3 separate regions of the Sus scrofa genome follow, and regions 1 and 2 are each linked to region 3. Evidence: chromatin contacts called from public HiChIP or PLAC-seq data. All regions are on one chromosome and are shown on one strand. The core of a region is the stretch at or near the end of the contact, and the rest is flanking DNA. Distances in the headings are between cores, read along the strand shown.

Region 1 (4,320 bases), core at 1,531-4,030, 100 kb after region 3:
TTTTCGCCACAGTCTGCCCTTGCCTTGCTCGTCTAAGCTCATCATTGTTCTTTTATGTTCCTCGAACTGTCACCCCCTTTGAGTTTTTTAGGACTCCATGCATCCGGGGAAAATGCCCTTCAAACCAGGATCTTTCAGGATAAAGAAAATTGACTCAGAGATGGGCAGGCCCTCAGAGCCTGTTGATTCCAAATTCCATTGTTCGTTGCTCAAACCAAAGTGCTTTCTTCCATCAAGGCACTTTTTAACTCTGGGTGGGCTTGATCTTTCTTTGAATATGGTCATTATCAAGACCATTCGCTCCATCTTTCTTTCACTGATCCTACCAATACTTCTTGAGTCCCTAGCGTGTGTCAGGTTCAGTTCTGGACATGGAGGGTTGGTGTTGAACAAGACACGAAAGCTGCCGGCCCTCAGGAGATTACACCCCGCACAGAGAGACAGACCATGATGTGAAATCAAATAAATGAACTGCAGAGAAAATAAAACAAGAGGATGCAATTCGAAATGCCAGGCGAGCTGAAGAGATTGGGTCTTCAGAGGAGGCTGCTTGAAGAGGGGCCATTGAGCTGAGACACGGATGATGTGGAGTCAGCCACGTGGAGATGGAGAGCGTTCCAGGTGGGGGCCCCACGAGTACAAACGCGACAAGGCAACGATGAACACAGGAAGAAGTTAAGAGAGATTAAGTAACATGTCCACAGTCACCAGCAGTGGATCTGGATTCAAACCCAGGCAGTCTGACTCCTGCTTTCACCTGCCTTGGAACTTCAGCAGTAAACACTGTGAACCCTAGAAAGTCTCCACTGAAGACAACCAGGCACACCCCTTCTTACACAGTTCTGGAATTGGAAATACGGACTCTGGAAATTCTGATTTAATTGTGGTTACATTATGTGTCTTCATGGATACGTGTATAGTTAAATCATTGACACCCTTTCGGCTTAGGAATAGCTTTAGCTTTGAGAGTTTCCCCGAGTGACTTGACTTCAGCCTCTGATGGGAGCAGACGAGCACTGCTGAAATCTCAGCCATTTTTAGTCCAGAGAGTCAGTGGTGACTGTCTCTCTCTGGGTAGCAGCAGGACCACAGTGCCTGCTTTGGAGTGGCCCCCAAGTGTCCCTGGGGTTCTCTAAGGACAGTCCACATGCTCCACAATCCCTGCTGGACATCTGTTGGCTGGACATCTGCTCTCTCCCTCATCTGGCTCCCTGAGCTGAGACCTGTCTCCCTCCTCAGCCACCAGGACTTCAAGCCCATGGAGGGGGGCTGGGCTCCCAGCAGTGATCCACGGGGGGCGCAGAGGGGCTGACCTCACTACGAAAAGACCCAGACTCTCACCCCCTGAAAGTCCATCTCCAAAGGAGATAGTAGTTATCCAATTTAGAAGTACTTACCCTGAGTCTGAAACAGTTTCCTTTGGTTTATAGCACTCGCTTCTGGGTTGTCCCAGAATACTCTATGTCTAAAAATTATGTGACAATGCGTGATGAGAAATAAGCGGGTGGGCTCCTCTGTGACTGACTTGCTCCTTTGAAGCTAGAAAAAAGGGTGACTCTCCCCAAACCACTTTAAGTTCCCTCTTAGCAGTCATTCTGCTACATTTACAATAGAAAAGTTCAAAAATACTGCTCAATCAACAAACACTGGCAAAATAATTTATGGTATACCCTTACAAGAAAATACTAGGCAACCATTTTTTTAAAATTCTCATAGAAGAATATGTAAGGACACGGGGAGATGTTTATAACACATCTGGAAAGTGTAAAAAAATTACCAAAAAGTAGTATGTCCTTTTATACATATGTATGGGCTTCTGTTCTTTTTTGTTCATGTTTTATAATGTGCATTTTCTAATATTTTATAATGGAAATGTTTTACTTTGTAATATGTAAAAAAAAGCAGTTTAAGTATTTTTAATTAAAAAGCAGCCTGAGCCTGTATCGGAGCTGAAAGAAGATTTAGAGCCCAGAGTCTGAGATCCACACAGGTCTTGATGGTCACAGAGCAGTGCTAGTCAATAGGAATAGAGAAGTAGGAGATACAACAAATAGGAGACATCTGTGGCCTTTAGAATTTTCCAGTAGCCACACTGAAGAAACAAAAAGTGGTGAAATTAATGCTGATAATTCGTTGTACCCAATATACCCCAAGTGCTATCCCATTGCAATATGTAATCCATGTGAAAATATTGAAACATTGTGTATTCTTTTTTACCCAGACTGAGAAACCCTTACACTTATAGAACATTTCAAGAGTTTGATAGGCACCTGAGCAGTTCAGGAGGAGGGGGGGAAGCCAGGCTGCAAGAGCCTCAAAGCAAAGCGGGCGGCGGGGGGGGGGTCTCCCCAGCAACTCTTTGGTCTTTGGGGGAGAAAGAACCTGCTCTCTGGGAAACCCCTGTCCTTGGGCCAGAGCTGGGCTTCAGTTAAGGTGAGGAAGCGGGAGGGAACATTCCGTGACAAACAAGTGTGAGAGGGGGCGGGGCGTGTACCGCTGGACGGGGCTGGCAGAGTGCAGGCTGGCAGGGCTGGCAGAAGGCACCACAGTGGGAGGATGGATCAGGGGCGAAAAATGCACAAAACAGCATGGGAATGAGGACAAGCAAGGAAGCGTGTCTGTCCAGAGGGCTCGCGTTTTGGGCGGTGGCCAGGTCTGCCAGGGATGAGAAGCAGGAAATTAATTGGGCTTGTGGTTCCAAACAGACCTTTGGCGAGCAGGTCTGTCGCTGACCTGCTGAGGGAGGCTCGCTCGCCCAAGTCTCTGCAGCCCTTCCCGTCCGGCTGTCCTTCACCTGCCTCCCGTCGCCTGACATCAGCGTGATGCCCTTAATTTTCACCTCTGCACTAGTCAGATGTTCCAGTGAGCTCTGTGTATATCCTGGGAATTCCGAAGTTGAATCTGTAGGGCTAATCCTTCTCCAAGCATTCTGGATCTTCTCCCTCTCTAGGCCCGTTATCAGTCAACCTAAACGAAACTGGGAAGATATGACCGACCAAACAGGATAACAGAGGATACCACGGAGCTAGATGCTGGCAAGATTTTTTTCTGCTTTTCTAAGATATAGAGCTATATAATTGACCCCTTAAATTACCAATTTTCCTAATAAAGCTCACATAGTAATTATTAAGGTAATCTTGGCGTCTATCAAGGGCTCAGTAAACACTTGAAGAAGAATTGAAGGAAATTCTTAAGTGTTCTATCTCCGACTGCATCAAATGACTGCATTGGGGCTATTGTATTTGGGTGCATTTAACAACAACAAAAAAAGCCCAAGTCAAGTAATAGCACTTATGTATTTGTTAGCAAATCCCAGTGGATAACATTGTTCATTGTACGGTTCCAACTTTCCTTGCAAGATCCCACTGAGCATTGTTAGAAATAAACCCCCCAAATCTGTAACTTTTGTAGGGAACTAATCTTCTTCCTTCACCATCAGAAAAACCTCAGAGCACAGGAATCCTCCTCTACAGAGGATATATTTCCTCTGGAATGTTTCCTTGTTTGCAACAGTAAGAACTTCTAGTTAGATGGTTTCTCATTTTGCTCTGGACACCAGGGTATTCAGAGAAAAATCAGATGTCCAAGCAGAAGTTCATTTTGTATTTGTTACTCTTGCAATCCATGCTCGTCATTTCCTATTTGCAATATATTATTGTGCATCCACATGCACACACTTGCATGCATGCCTATGCCTTTTTGGAAGAGATGACACAATGCAATGCTTTAAGTTAATTGCTGCACCATGACACTTGGGCTGAGGAGAGCTGACTTCCAGGCTGGTCTTGCCAGACACCAGCTGGGTGACTTCAGGCAGTTCATTTACCTCCACTACGTTTAGTCTCCTCCTCTACAAAACAGTTACTTAGTCTCTCCCTCATGAAAATTCGAAGATTAATTTAGGTTGCACAAGAGAAAGGAAGTAGCAGGTAGTGCTTCTTCTCCCCCAAACTCTTCTCGTCCTATTTTGGCTGTTTGCCTCCCCTGGCTCCACCCCAGAGCCAGATTCAGCAGATCCCACTCCGGGTCCACTGAGGCACAACCCAAGGGTTGTGACTTAGGCATGTGGACATTTCATACATTTTCCTAAAATAAGCACCAGAATTCAGTGTGTGCCCAGAAGGCTCCTGACACACATGTTATAGCCCCAAGCCCTACAAGTACATGAGTGATGGCTGCTCTTCGGCTCTCTCCAGCTTATGGAAAAATCATTATCTTCTCTTTTTTTGCTTTTTTGCTTTTTAGGGCTGCACCTGAGGCATTTGGAAGTTCCCAGGCTAGCATCGAATCAGAGCTGTAGCTGCTAGCCTACACCATAGC
Region 2 (4,015 bases), core at 963-3,462, 81 kb after region 3:
GGATGGATGGAGCTGTTCATGAGGATTGTGCAATAGGGAGAGAGTCTCTGTTGCCATAGTAACCTGCAAATATAAATACAAATGCCCTCATGAGATGATGGTTGATTCTGTGAAAGAAATGGTACACAAAAAAGAAGCTGACCAAAGGCCAAGAGGCCAAAGAAATGGACTGAAACATAGACATATTATCCTTGGCCATCAGTTACTAACTCCAAAGTAAGAAGGGATTGGTGAAATCTCATCTTACATTTATGGACCCTGTTTATGGTAATATAAGAGTATAATGAGCTATATATATTTGTTTTGATTGCTCAGTAAATTTGTTTACAATTTTGTCCATGATGCATAAATTGAATTATTGTGAAATAATCCAATTTGTTAAAATTCTAAAGTTTAAATCCCTAACTAGACATTGAAATTAGAAACCACTGTCTCCAGATGTATCCTTTCAACCATCAAGAGGCTACAGCCTAAGCAAGAATGGACTGTTTCAGCAGCAGGTCTTGGAGTTCCTGTTGTGGCTCTGTGGTAACAAACCTGACTAGTATCCATGAGAATGTAGGTTCAATCCCTGGCCTTGCTCAGTGGGTGAAGGATCCGGTGTTGCCAAAAGGTGCAGCATAGGTTGTGGATGCGGCTTGGATTCTGCGTTGTTGTGGCTGTGGTGTAGGCTGGCAGCTGCACTTCCGATTTGACCCCTAGCCTGGGAACTTCCATATGCCATAAGTGCAGCCCTAAAAATAAAAATAGAATAAAATAAAAGAAAAGAAGGTCCTTAGGTGACTACCTGGTAATTGAAGAAGCAGGTAGAGAGGAGGTAAAAAAAAAAAAAGTTTGTATCTGAAAAATAATAATAGCAGCATTTATGGAGGGCTTTCTAGATGCCAGGCGGTGGGTTAAATCCCTTCCATTCATTATCTCACAAAAGCCTCGCATCAATCCTATGAGACTGTGTTATTATGCCATCTTACTGAGAGAGAAAGAGAGGTTCTGATGGGGCTAAGCAAATTTCCTGAAGTTGGGAGCTCCCAGGGGCAGAGCTATGATTCCCAGTCATTCTCACTCAAAACCTGTGCTTTCCACGGCTCATTTGCTCCACTCTCCTGCCGCTCTGAACTTACTCAGCCCAGGATCCCTCTAACGGGCAGCAGAGATGTCTGGCTAAGACCAAAAGCAAGCACCGTAAATGATGTACCACGTGTCGTGATTGCTTCACAGCCAAGTCACCTCCTAGGAAAGGATTTTTCTCTGGTCTGGCAACTTCAGCTCATCCCTCCCATTCGGCTCAAAGGGCCCCTCCACCAGAGGGGGCGCCCTGCCCAGTCCTCTAACACCAAGCCGACTGTCCTGCCTCTGTCCACATGTCTGTACATCTCTATAAGGAGGTTTGGCGGGTTTTTTAACCCCGTGCGGTTAGAGTCTTCCTGCCTGTCTCCGTAATGGAACCGGGAGCTTCTTGAAGAAAGGAAAGACGTCTCACTTGTCTCCCATCACCAGCATCTCTCACGGCGCTGGGTCCACACAAACCTGGCAGATGCTTCTAGAATGATTAAATGAGGGAGTTATAAAAACAATGAGGTGAGGTGGCAGCACAGTCTGAGATGAGGGAAAAAACGAGAACCAGCGTCTGCTGGCTCCTGCACACAGGATATGACCCAGACTTCCTCTGCTTGACAAGCGATGCTCCTATTTTGAATGGTCGCAGGAGCGAAAGGAAGAAACTAGAAGAGCCATGGGAAGACAGAAGCAGAGATTTTCCTGTTCCTGGGCTCCCCCTGGGCGGTGGGCTTTGCCTGGGATTGGATCAGGGCCTTCTGTCCACACAGGACACTGTGCCCCTGTGTGGGGCCGGGGGTCACCTTCTAATTGTGAACTATCTATGGATTCTGAACACAGGCCTCTATGCCAAACAGCACCCACACGCTTGCAAAATCCCAAACCAACTCAGCACACACTCAAGCTGCACGCCGGTCCACTATTTCCACATTTGCTGGCTCTCTCCGCAAACACCTTGCGGAGAGGGGACACGGGCGTTCTTGAAGCCACTGTCTTTTTAGAGCCATCCGTCATGCCCACGTGGAATGCTGGCAGTCCCCCACAGTGACAGACTCCTAAATTGTCATGACCTAATTTTGAAAGAGAAGGAGAGGCCTCCTGCAGCCCACGCCTTCTGGGTGTGCACAGGAAAAGCCCTTCTGCCAGAGGACTTGGCCCAGAGATAGCGTGCTTCGACTGTTTAATGTTACACGCAGTTTTCAGCTCACAGACTAAACTTCGGAGAGAAAAAAAGGAAGCCGAAATATCTCTGTCAGCTCTGGCCCTCAGAGCTGGAAGGAGTCTCTTTCCTACAAGACACAGAAAGAAAAGCAAACCACTCAGTCCTGGCCTTTATTTCCGCTTATATACATTGTCTCTCTCTCCCTCGCTCTCTCCTTCCCTGCCTCTCTCTCTCCTTCCCTGCCTCTCTCTCGCTCTCTCTTTCACACACAGACACACTCACACACACAGACACACACGCCACAACATGATCCCTAAGCAGAACAAGTGACACTCAGTCTCCAGGACTTTGCCACTCCCAACATCATGTTTTTTTCTTTTTTTTTCTTTGTGTGTGTGTGTGTGTGTGTGTGTGTGTGTTTATACCCATACCCGAGGCATATGGAGGTTCCCAGGCAAGGGGTCAAATTGGAGCTGTAGCTGTTGGCCTTTGCCAGAACCACAACAATGCAGGATCCAAGCCATGTCTGTAACCTACACCACAGCTCATGGCAACGCCAGTTCCCCGACACGATTCGTTTCCACTGTGCCACAACAGAAACTCCCATGTTTCTTTCTTTCTTTTTCTTTTTTTGATGGATAAAAAGGCTTTCCCCCCCATTTATAATGATTTTTATTTTTTCCATTATAGCTGGATTACTGTGTTCTGTCCATTTTCTACTGTACAGGAAGGTGACTCATTTACACATACATGTATACATTCTTTTTTCTCCCATTATCATGCTCCATCATAAGTGACCAGACATAGTTTCCAGTGCTATACAGCAGGCTCTCATTGCTGATCCATTCCAAAGGCAATAATGTGCATCTATTAATCCCAAATTCCTAATCCATCAACAGATGATTGGATTAAGAAGATGTGGTATATATACACAATGGAATACTACTCAGCCATTAAAAAGAACAAAATAATGCCATTTTCAGCAACATGGATGAAACTAGAGACTCTCATCCTGACTGAATTAAGTCAGAAAGAAAAAGACAAATACCATATGTTATCACTTATATCTGGAATCTAATATACAGCACAAATGAACCTATCTACAGAAAAGAAACTCATTGACATGGAGAACGGGCTTGTGGTCGCCAAGGGGGGGGTGGGGTGGACTGGGAATTTGAGGTTAATACCTGTTTATTTCTTATGCTTTCGCAGTACTTGCTTTTAGCCAGCAAGAAGGACAAACACATACATGAACAGCCCTATTTTGGAAGTTCTTTCCTTCCAGCTGAGGATTTTAAAAAAGAAGTTCAATCATCTAGTTATCACCTCATATAGCAATTGTTCAGGCTTTTAGGGTCTTTTCTATATTGATCAATTAAAAAATACAGTTTTCTCAGCAAAGGGTAGTGCCTGGCATTCAGTAAGTGTTCATGAATGAATGAATAAACACATGAGCACAAAGAGTCAACCATAAATATAAAGATGACAGATTTCATTAAAACTCAATAGTATTATTACCGTCCTTTATTGGCTGGAACACAGACAAGGAAGCCACCTGAACAGAATTATAATGACAGACCTGCCACAAATTTGCAGGGTTTTATGGGAAATGTTATTTGGCTCTTGCAAGTCTTGTTATAATGTGAGCAAGATATTTATCTCTTTCTTCTTCACAAGGCTATTCTAATTCATCATGTATTGGTGTGGTTTTAAATTTTCCATCTCTATTAAAACTTCCACAAGCTAAAAATCCAGCTCACAGCTCAGCAATCCTTGAGGAACCCTTTATATATTAGA
Region 3 (3,803 bases), core at 438-2,937:
AAGAATGTGTATGCTCGTAACTTCACGTTTTGGTTTCTGTTTTTTGTTTCTTAGGGCCACACCTGCGGCATATGGAAGTTTCCCAGCTAGAGGTCAAATCGGAGCTGCCGCTGCCGGCCTATACCACAGCTACAGCACCACCAGATAAGAGCCACGTCTGCAAGGCCGGATCCTTAACCCACTGAGTGAGGTCAGGGATCGAAACCGCATCCTCATAGATACTAGTCAGATTCTTCTCTCCCCCCCCCCCCCCCGCCCGCTGAGCCACAGTGGGAACTCCTGTGTGCTCTACCTTTAAATACATACTTATTACATCATATGAAGTCAGTTCCCCTGCAAAAGGCACTGTTCTGGTTGCTCAGTAGCTGAGGCTCTATATCACTCAGGATTAGTGCTAAAATGTGTCGTAGAGGGAACTGTTTCCTCTCCCTTTTAAGCTGAAAGTGGTATTTTACATTCTGAAAGAGCAAACAGATTTGCTGAATTGTGTTTAACAGCTTTCTGCATGAAAAGTTTCTGATGGGACCAAGAAACTACCATTCCACTGCGATGTGACTTTGGGGCGCACTCAAGAGTGCACAGAGCCTTCCAGAGCTGCAATCTTCTTTAACCCCTGGAAGAGTCACCTCCAGGAAAGGCTCCAGCCACAGAAGCCAACCATACACCATACCACCTGAGCAAGCGCGCTGAATGAAAGAAAGCGGAATCTGGAGCGAAACTTCTCGTTTCCTGTAGCTGTTGAGAGAGGTTGGACTCGCTCCTTCCCACATGGCTTAAGTCGAGCTATAAACATAACCATGTAGCCTGCCAGCTGGCCACAAGCTCTGGGGGCTTTCGGGGGCAGCCGCTGTGCTGTGCTCCCTTTTCCTCCTTTTGACCAGTGTCATTCCGCACAGATAACGGTATGAGAACGCCCTCCACTTCCTAGAGTCCTCATTTATGTCATGGTTCCTCTTTCAAGAAAACATGGGGACGAAACGCAAAGCAAAAGAAGAGACTAAAGGCAAAAGTACCCCCCATCAGCGCCCTTCATCCCCCTCCATCGTCCCCATAAAAGAGCAGGTTCAAATTCCTTTTGTTGTTCACCGACACACACACACACACACACACCCCACGTAGGTGAAGGGCACCCAAGACAGCTTGTTCTTTCCCGCCTCACAGAAAGCCCTTACGAAATCCTCCTACCATCTCAGGACGCAGGGCTCTAGCATTCAGCTAAAGAGCTAATAAACCATCTCAAGTCAAGGTCCAAGAAGTGGTCCGCAAAGCAGAAGGCTGCGAGGCAGGGCACGCTGAGCGCACCTAGATGTTTGCATTTACACAAAGAAATTAGCCGGCTGATTAATGGGAGACGCCGGCTGGAGGCGGAGGCGCCCGCGCCGGCCTCCTTACCTGGGACATCTGAGGCCTCAGGTTGATCTCCTTCAGGTTAATAGAGTGCGCCCGGAGGTTGTTGAGCAGCTGGCAGAGCAGGACTCCATCGCGGAGGGTCTGAGCCAGGTCGAACACCTGCGCCGAGTCCCAGGTCACCCGGTGGTTGGCGGGCAGCACCTTGCAGTGGATGAGCCACTGTGCGCACTGCTTCCACGGCTCCATGCCCGACGGCTCCCGGACGCTGCCGGCCCGGGGCAGGCGGCGAGGATGCGGCGGCCGCCGCCGCGGTTCCTCCGCCCCGCCGACGCCAACGCCAGCCGCGGCGGGCCCCTTCCCAACGAGGGTGCGACGGTGCGAGGGAGCCGGCGCCCGGGCGGGTGGATCCGGGGCTTTGCGCGGGGTTCGGCTCCGGTCCCGGCCGAGGTCCGCCGCCGCCCGGCCGCCGCTGCAGCGCGTCCAGCGCTCTCTCCGTGCGCTCCGGCCGGCTCGGCGGCGACCGCCGCGCACAGGCTTCCGACTCGCGAGCCCGGCGCCGGGCAACTGAGCATGCCCAGCGCGCCGGCCGGTCTCGCTGCCGTCTGCGAGTCCCCAGAGGCGCGGGTGGGAGAGCGCGCGCCGCCCTGGCCTGGGGTCGGCGGCCCGGGCGCGGAGGGGAGGAGGCGGGGGCGGGATGGCCGAGGGGATCCCGGCGCTCCCGCCCACCGCCCCCCCAGGTTGGCGAGGCTCACACAGCCCCAAGCGTCTGAAGATCTTCTACCGGGACGCCTTCCCGGTTTGGGGAGAGAGTATCTGAACACTGTAATTCTGCGGGGGTTCCTGTTAGGACCCCCTAAACCGCGAGCACAATTTTTAAAGGATCTGAGAGGAGGGAAGGATTAATTGGGGCATCGGGACTCCCCGGGGGGAGGGCACAGAGCATCCTGAGAATGCAAGGCTGAAAGTTTTAGAGATCGTTGCCCCCGCAACCCTTCCACCCGCTAAATTCTCTTCCTGCAGATAATTCCAGTTCCTCCAAGTTAGTTGCTCTTAAAGCTGTTTGGGCACCTTAAAAGCGTGTGTTTGGAGACGCCTGCAGAAACCCGCCCCCCACCCCGAGCCTATTTCAACAAGAGATATTTTTCACTTAGAGATGGTGTCCCTCTCCCGTCGCAGGTTCGGAACTGTTGGGCGCCGCAGGCCCGGCCCTTTTGCTGACCGCACAAAAAACCTGCGGGAGAGAAATAGGCCTGTGAAACGCCCAGGAGTTCCCGGCGGCCACACTGCGCATGCGTGGGCGCCCCGGGCCGGGGTTTGAGAGCAGTTAACAGCAGTCTTCAGCGGCACGGGTAGGGCTAAGCTGGGGGACGTGTAGTGAAAGTTGGAACAGGACCCCAGAACTCTAGTGCTGGCTGAGCAGCGCCTGTGCATTTCTTAAATCTTTGGGGGTTGCCCAACGCTGGCCCCTTTTACTCCCACCGTCCCTCAAAACCAAAAATAGTGTTTGAATTCTTTTTCTCAAGGTATTACCACATCCAGCTCTTGCCGTTCTGTGTAAATGTGATTCTGGGTCACTGTTTCGAGAGGTATTCTTTTACATTTTGAAAATAAAAATGAAATATGAAATCTGGGATTTTACATCATTTTTTAATTTTACGTTTCCGTAGTTCAAACTTTCTATTATGAATCACATTAATTTGATAAGCAGGGCAAAATATTATGTTTAAAAGTATTTCTGATAAGGACAGGGACTGCATGCCTTTCCACTAGCCTGTGACAAGAGCAGCACACGGTGAATGTTAAACAATAACTCAGCCTGAGGATTTCCTTTCCTCACGGGCATCCTTCCCCAGCCACTTCCTCTTGTGTTCAAACTAGATTGCACCAATGGTACAATGTTTCCTAACCTGTAATTTTGGCAAATATATCCTCCTAAACTTATCATCTTTAGAAACAAAATCCAACACATGTGAATCACCCGTGCAGTACAAGGTCCTGCATAAAGAGAAATTTAAAAAGAAAAGAAGTTTCACGGAGTTTCCTTGTGATGCAGTGGGTTAAGGATCCAGCGTTGTCACTGCAATGGCTGGGGTCACTGCTGCAGTGTGGGTTCAGTCCCTGACTGGGGAACTTCCACATGCTGTGGGTGTGCCAAAAGACAAACAAACAAAAACTGGAAAAGAAGTTTCATTAAAAAGGATGAAATAGTTGGAGTTCCCGTTGTGGCGCAGCGGTTAACGAATCAGACCAGGAATTATGAGGTTGCGGGTTCAGTCCCTGGCCTCGCTGAGTGGGTTAAGGATCCGGCATTGCCGTGAGCTGTGGTGTGGGTTGCAGATGAGGCTCAGATCCTGCGTTGCTGTGGCTCTGGCATAGGCCGGTGGTTACAGCTCCGATTAGACTCCTAGCCTGGGAACCTCCATATGCCATGGGAGCAGCCCTAGAAAAGGCAA

The links. HiChIP or PLAC-seq counts read pairs in DNA pulled down with a chosen protein or histone mark.
Region 1: a contact with region 3 is called in an H3K27ac HiChIP or PLAC-seq map of alveolar macrophages, with 3 times the contacts expected there. The contact joins the enhancer-like site here to the promoter of VAV3 in region 3. A contact is called at or near these places in 2 of 5 promoter capture datasets (fetal skeletal muscle and liver), 3 of 47 Hi-C or Micro-C datasets (embryonic fibroblasts, fetal heart ventricle and liver) and 2 of 2 datasets of contacts at active chromatin or transcription factors (alveolar macrophages and skeletal muscle).
Region 2: a contact with region 3 is called in an H3K27ac HiChIP or PLAC-seq map of alveolar macrophages. The contact joins the enhancer-like site here to the promoter of VAV3 in region 3. A contact is called at or near these places in 1 of 5 promoter capture datasets (fetal skeletal muscle), 5 of 47 Hi-C or Micro-C datasets (embryonic fibroblasts, heart right ventricle, liver and 1 more) and 1 of 2 datasets of contacts at active chromatin or transcription factors (alveolar macrophages).

What each region holds. Positions count from the first base shown.
Region 1 is chr4:111,719,116-111,723,435 of Sscrofa11.1, reverse strand. LOC106510205 (a long non-coding RNA gene) reads right to left here. Exons shown (of 7, transcript XR_002343539.1): 7 at 1-2,977. Among named protein-coding and RNA genes, the nearest start is that of VAV3, 100 kb to the left of the region's middle. Within about 2 kb of position 2,780, at least 6 of the 83 cell types and tissues checked have an H3K27ac peak or open chromatin away from gene starts, as enhancers often do. A contact at or near this core is called in alveolar macrophages and skeletal muscle, where this site is marked.
Region 2 is chr4:111,742,043-111,746,057 of Sscrofa11.1, reverse strand. All of the region lies in intron 2 of LOC106510207 (a long non-coding RNA gene), which reads right to left. Among named protein-coding and RNA genes, the nearest start is that of VAV3, 81 kb to the left of the region's middle. Within about 2 kb of position 2,212, at least 24 of the 83 cell types and tissues checked have an H3K27ac peak or open chromatin away from gene starts, as enhancers often do. A contact at or near this core is called in alveolar macrophages, liver and retroperitoneal adipose tissue, where this site is marked.
Region 3 is chr4:111,822,955-111,826,757 of Sscrofa11.1, reverse strand. VAV3 (guanine nucleotide exchange factor VAV3) reads right to left here and starts at 1,687. Exons shown (of 28, transcript XM_021090110.1): 1 at 1,393-1,687. The coding sequence starts at 1,596.